Linked DNA regions of Ovis aries: region 1 is linked to region 2. Evidence: chromatin contacts called from public Hi-C data. All regions are on one chromosome and are shown on one strand. The core of a region is the stretch at or near the end of the contact, and the rest is flanking DNA. Distances in the headings are between cores, read along the strand shown.

The links. A called contact is a pair of places that touch in the nucleus more often than the background predicts.
Region 1: a Hi-C map of tail adipose tissue shows a contact between it and region 2, with 2.6 times the contacts expected there. The contact joins the enhancer-like site here to the promoter of ARHGAP35 in region 2. A contact is called at or near these places in 5 of 16 Hi-C or Micro-C datasets (hypothalamus, liver, muscle and 2 more).

Annotation. Positions count from the first base shown.
Region 1 is chr14:53,769,635-53,772,334 of ARS-UI_Ramb_v3.0, forward strand. All of the region lies in intron 2 of ARHGAP35 (Rho GTPase activating protein 35), which reads left to right. Among named protein-coding and RNA genes, the nearest start is that of ARHGAP35, 53 kb to the left of the region's middle. Within about 2 kb of position 1,372, at least 25 of the 54 cell types and tissues checked have an H3K27ac peak or open chromatin away from gene starts, as enhancers often do. A contact at or near this core is called in liver and tail adipose tissue, where this site is marked.
Region 2 is chr14:53,717,004-53,719,708 of ARS-UI_Ramb_v3.0, forward strand. It overlaps ARHGAP35 (Rho GTPase activating protein 35), which reads left to right and starts at 1,437. Exons shown (of 8, transcript XR_003591585.3): 1 at 1,437-1,535.

The DNA of each region.
Region 1 (2,700 bases), core at 122-2,621, 53 kb after region 2:
CCGGTCCTGTGTGTGTGTGGACGCCTGTTGCCTGTGCAGTGCACACAGGCTGACACGGGGAGTTGGTTCCCTCACGTGTTTCTTGAAGCGGAGTCTGTGGTGCAGCACTGTCAGTATGAACAAGACGCTCTGAGCCTCAGTCCCTCACATCCTAGGAAGAGCAGCACCATGTCGGAAGAAGAAAAATACTCTGCCCACAGAGAGGGTCCTCATCTCAGCTAAACTTGAAAAACTGTGAAGAAACATTGGCCTTGTGCTTCATTGGAAACGGTTTTTATTCATGTGTCAGCTGCGCATGTGGCTCTAGAACCCAGTCATCTTACAGATGGGTGGAAGGGCACCTTCTCTTGGCTTTTCCTTGCTGTTTGGCGGGCATTCTAATCTTCTTGCCCTGTGAGCTTGGAGGAGCTGTGGGTTGGGCTTACTGTCCCATAAGCAGGAGTTTCCCCTTTACACTCTTGTTTCGGGAGGGCCGAGAGGCCAGGGGCAGATTCCAACCACTATTTCTCCGCGCTGCAACACTGGCATAAACTGTTGGTTTCTTTCTTTCTTTGCTACTTGGTTAGTATCAGGCCTAAGAGTCAGGCATTAAGGAAACTTCTTTTAAGGAAAAAAGTTTTTTCCTTAAAAAAACAACAACAACAAACAACTTCACAGGTTTTTAAGGAAACTGTGAAATGAAGAACAATGGACCATGTTATTTATTCGAAAAATGCCTATCTGTAGGACAAAGTGAAGAGGTTTTGAGCTGACCCAGTCCCTCGTTTTTGTCAGTGGCGTTTCATCATGGAGGTAGGTCACAAAGGAGAGAGGACAGGAGGCTTTGACGTTCGTAGGTCACTGGCCTCTGAACCCTGGCTCTCTCAGTGCTGAGTGTGAATCTCTCTGAGCCCCTGATTTCATATCTGTAGAAAGGGGTTAATAACCCTTACCTTGAAGGGTGTGTGTGAGCTTTCAGATAAGTGCAGAGCGCCTAACACAGCGTGTCCAGCACACGGCCACTCCTGATAAATGCCTCTTATTTTCCCATTTTGCACCCAGTCCGACTCTAAACTTAGACACGCAGATGTGTAGCTTATTCTCAGGGCTTGGTTTCCTCTAGCTGGCTGCTTTTCAGTCCAGCCCACTAATGAGCGAGCCCAGAGGAAGATAGCTGTTGGGATGGTGTTATTTTCTTCTCTCCGAGGACCTGCTGCTGAGAGCACTCTGCCGACGCCCTGATGAGCGACACATGTCTGACCTGGGACTGAGACATCTGGCAGACCACTCAGAAGAATGGCATTTCCATCTCGACATGTGCCCAGTAACCCTTCATGCCTGCGGTGTTGCCTGTCATAGCAACAGTCCTGCCCGACTCTTGGCCTGTACCGCAGTCTTGATTTCCTTCCTCAGAAGGTTTGGAATTAGTTGCGCAAGAATCCCTGCCTGATTTTGTGACACCCTAGAGAGCCTTCAGTTATTTCAAGGGAATATTTTGGCGTTCTGTAAAGCAGAGTTTGTTTAAATCTTAGAGAGAATGAGAGTGAACATCGGGTCATTCAACAAGGGGAGCTGATGCTGTTGCCAGAGCTCACGTTCCATTTGTAATTTGGAGTGCTGAGCTTGATTAGATCTTATTAGACTCTGAGGTGAGAGGGTAAGAGCAGCTCTCTAATTTAGCCTTCCATCTGACGGCAGGGTCTCCTTGACAATGAGTGTTGCCTGTCGGTTGCAGCCTCTGCTCTGAACATTAACAGAGCAGTCTTTCCTTTTTAAAGCTGGGGCGGAGGGGTTGTTTGTTCTTTAAACTTCTCTGGCCAAAATTGCCTCTTTGTCTTTGTCTCATCTCTCCCAACATGACTGTACAAGATAATCTGCTCTCTTTCCATGAAATAGCCCTGGTAGCTGTTTGAAATAGCTGTCATCATGCCCCATTCTTTCTTTGAGCAGCTTAAACATCCCTGGTGCATTTTATGTGAGACTTCATTTCCTTTAGAAGTTCAGGTTGTCAGTGTGCCCTCAGTCACTTATTTGGTCACCCGTGTGTTCGCTGCATCCCAAGGACTCTCAGGGGAAGGTAACGAACCGTAGTGGTTACGAGTGCAGGTTTTGTAGCCAGAACTGACTGGGGCAAGTAACTGAATTTTTCTGGGATTCAGCTTCTTCATCTGTGAAATAGAGTTTTAAACACCCGTACCCACAGATCTATTGTGAATCTGGAATGAAATATACATATAAAGAATTTAAAACAGAATCCGGTACTTAGTTCAGGTGATGGAAGTTAAACTTTCTAGCTAACTTAAACTGTTAGAACACACTTCATCAGCTCGAGTATTGAGAGGGTGGAGGAAGTATGACATTAAGGTTTACTGTCTGTTTACTAGAACTGTGGTCAGAGGCGTTATAGTGATTAGAAATAGCTTCCTGGCAGCTCTCTTGAAGTTTTTTTTTCCATTCCATAACAGCAGTTTATTTGGAAGCCTCAAGGTTTTACTGAAGAACAATGGTATTGTTGTGGTAGTTTCGACTGGCAGATTCTGCCGGATTGGGGTTGGCCAAAAGAATGCCACTTAAATCCAGATGGTCTTCCTTGTGTGTTCAGACCCTGCAGCTTATCGTTTAAATGCTGCGGCCTTAAGAGAGAGCCTCAGTTGACTCATTGTTGTCCGGTTGCTGCTGTGTGTAATGATGGAAAACGCTCAGTCCTCCTCTTTTAGTAAC
Region 2 (2,705 bases), core at 187-2,686:
CAAATCTTACTAAGAGATAAGATTGTCATTCTACTTTTAAGATGAAGAGACTGAGCAAAGAAACGAAAAATGCAATAAGAAACATAGCTTTTCTTCATGCATTCCTTAAATATTGACTGGGTTCCCAGAACACTCATCTTCCACGATCCGTACTTCCGGAGGGCTCCCAGAGGAACCCCTCTTCAGTTCAGAGGAAGGAACTCAGGGGTTACAGCGGTGCCCCTTCCCATCACTACTATTTCCCCTCTGGGCGCCCAAACTGACATTTGATTTGCAGTCATTGGCACAATGTTGACTTGGAGGCCAGGGATGTATGCGGGACCAGGCCCTCTCCCGTCTCCCGAGATTTGGGGATCACGGAACCCAAAGCAACTTGTAATAATGCGCGCGTTGCCTGCAAATTTTCTTCGCTGCCAGGGAAAAGAGCACGCGCTTCGCAGCCCCGCCCCTTCTTCCGGAACGACGAATTTCGAGGCTCCTATTGGGCTGGGGAGGGCCACGCCTCCCCGTGTCCCCCAATCAGCTCCCCACTGGGTGCACTCCCTCCTCCTCAGCCCCGCCTCACCGCCCCACGTTACGTCGCTCCTTCTCTCCTCCTCCGTTATCCCGGGGGCTGCGCTCGCGCGGCAAACCCACCTCCCCTTGCCTCTTATTGGCTGGTCAGGTCCCGCGCGAGCGGGATCGCGCCCTTCGCCCCCGCCCCCAAAGCCGGGCCATGCCTCTCCCCTCCCGCTTTCTCCAAGAGCCGGCGCGAGAAGGGTTTTGGTTGCTTCTGGTGCGCGCAAGGGTGCGCGCGCCTCTCGAGGACCACTCCCTCCGCCTCGCGCGAGTAGCCGCAGCGGCTGGCAGTCCTACCCGCGCACGCGCTCTTGTCCACTCCAGTCCTCTGCTCAGTCGCGGGTCTCGCGCTCTGTCTGGCGCTGCAGCCACCGCAGTAGCGGCATTTTGTGTGTGTGTGTTGCGGGGGGGGGGGGTGCGGGGGGGAAGAGAGCGCACGCGCACTGCGCCCTCCGCGCCGGTTCCCTGGACGCGGCCGCTGCGGTGGCAGTGAGTCCCTCGGGCGCGCACGCGCTCTCGCTTCTCCCCGCCACGCGCCGGTTATCCCCTCGCGGCGCGCGCTTCAGGGGCCGTTATCCCCCTGCAACGGTCCCCGCGCCACGCACGCGCAGTAGAGAGGGGGAGCGCGCGCGGGAGCGGCGGCCGCAGGAAGGAGGCGCCGCCGCCGCCATTGCGAGGGAGGGAGGGAGCGAGCGAGAGAGGCTGGTCCGCCCTCCCCCTGGTTCCCGCCCCTCCCCCCTTCCCCTCCCCGCCCCCCCGCCCCGAGGGAGAGCCGCGGAGCGGCGGGAGGAGGTGGAGGAGGCGGAGGAGGGAGCCCGCGAGGGAGGGTCCGCCCGGCCCCCCGCCGCCGGAGCCGCCGCCGCCGCCGCCGCCGCCTCAGCCGCCGCTGGACGAGGAGCAGCAGAACATGGCGCCGGGGCCGCCGTCGCCGCTGCCGGGATCCCGAAGGCCAGGGCGGCGCTGAGGGCGCCCAGCTGGTGAGTGCGCGAGCTCGCGGGCCCGGGCGGCGAGGCCGGGCGCCGCCCCACTGCGGGGTCCAGGGGGAGGCGGGGACGGCGGGGCCCGGAGCCCGCGAACAATGGAGGAGCCGGAGGGGGAGGGGAGGGAGCGGCCCCCCAGCCCCCGGGCTCCGTCGGCCCCGCCGCCTCGCGCTGCGGCCCGGCCAGCCGGGGCCCGCCTGCCCTTCGGACTTGCCCCTGCCCGCCGCAGCCCTGCTGTCGCCGCGTCTGCCCCCACCCTCCAATCCATTGAGATCTCCGTGTCTGCCTCGGCTTCCCCCCACCCCCCGACTCCAGCCACTCTGCTCCCAATTCTGCGCCTCCGCCTTCTCTCTTCCGCCCCTCAGTAATGCCTTTCGCCCCCCCCCCCCACCCCTAGACTCTGCAGTGCTCTTGGGACCCTCCCGCATCCCTGAATTCTGGACCCCCACGTTCAGATTCGTGACCCTTCTGCCTCCTCCGATCCCGCTCTCAGCACCCTGGGTCCGTCCCCTATGTCCTGTTCCCCTCCGCTGCTGCACCCCCAGGAGCTGTCCGTCTAGGACCTGCGGTTCCACCTCCTCGGTGATTCATCCGAGACCCTGTTCATCTTGGCACTACTGCCCCCAGGTCTTCTCCTTGGGCTTAATTCCACGTCCCTCTTGGGCCCTACTGCCCACTGACAAAACCTGCCGCCTCCTCCCGGCCCCGCTCCCCATGGGATACCCCTGGACTCTGACCCCTGCCGATCTCGATGCAGTCCCCTGCCCCCTCTTGGACTCCAACGCGCCATGCTCGCCTCCTCCCCTCCGATCTTACTCCATTTTTTGCCATTCAGATCCTTGCCTCTCTTCCAGACCCTTTTGCCTCCCCACTCTGCCCCTCGTCCAGTCTAAGATCTTGCGGTGCCCTCCAGCCTGCTTGCTTTCTGACTTGGCTTTCCTTGAAGCAGCCTCCACCCCCTTCTCCGACCCTGCAGCTCTCTCGTTCCTGCCGTTCAGTTCTCTGACCTTTCTCCCTAACTCAGCCTCGCCGCAGCCTGACGCCCTGCAGTCCTCGGTTGAGGTTTCTTCTCTCCCCCACCTCCTTATTGGCCCTCTTTGGAGCCGTTGCATTCATTTGTTCCCGCTTCCTTTGCCCTGTCTCCCCTTTATTTCTTCTTTGCTGAAG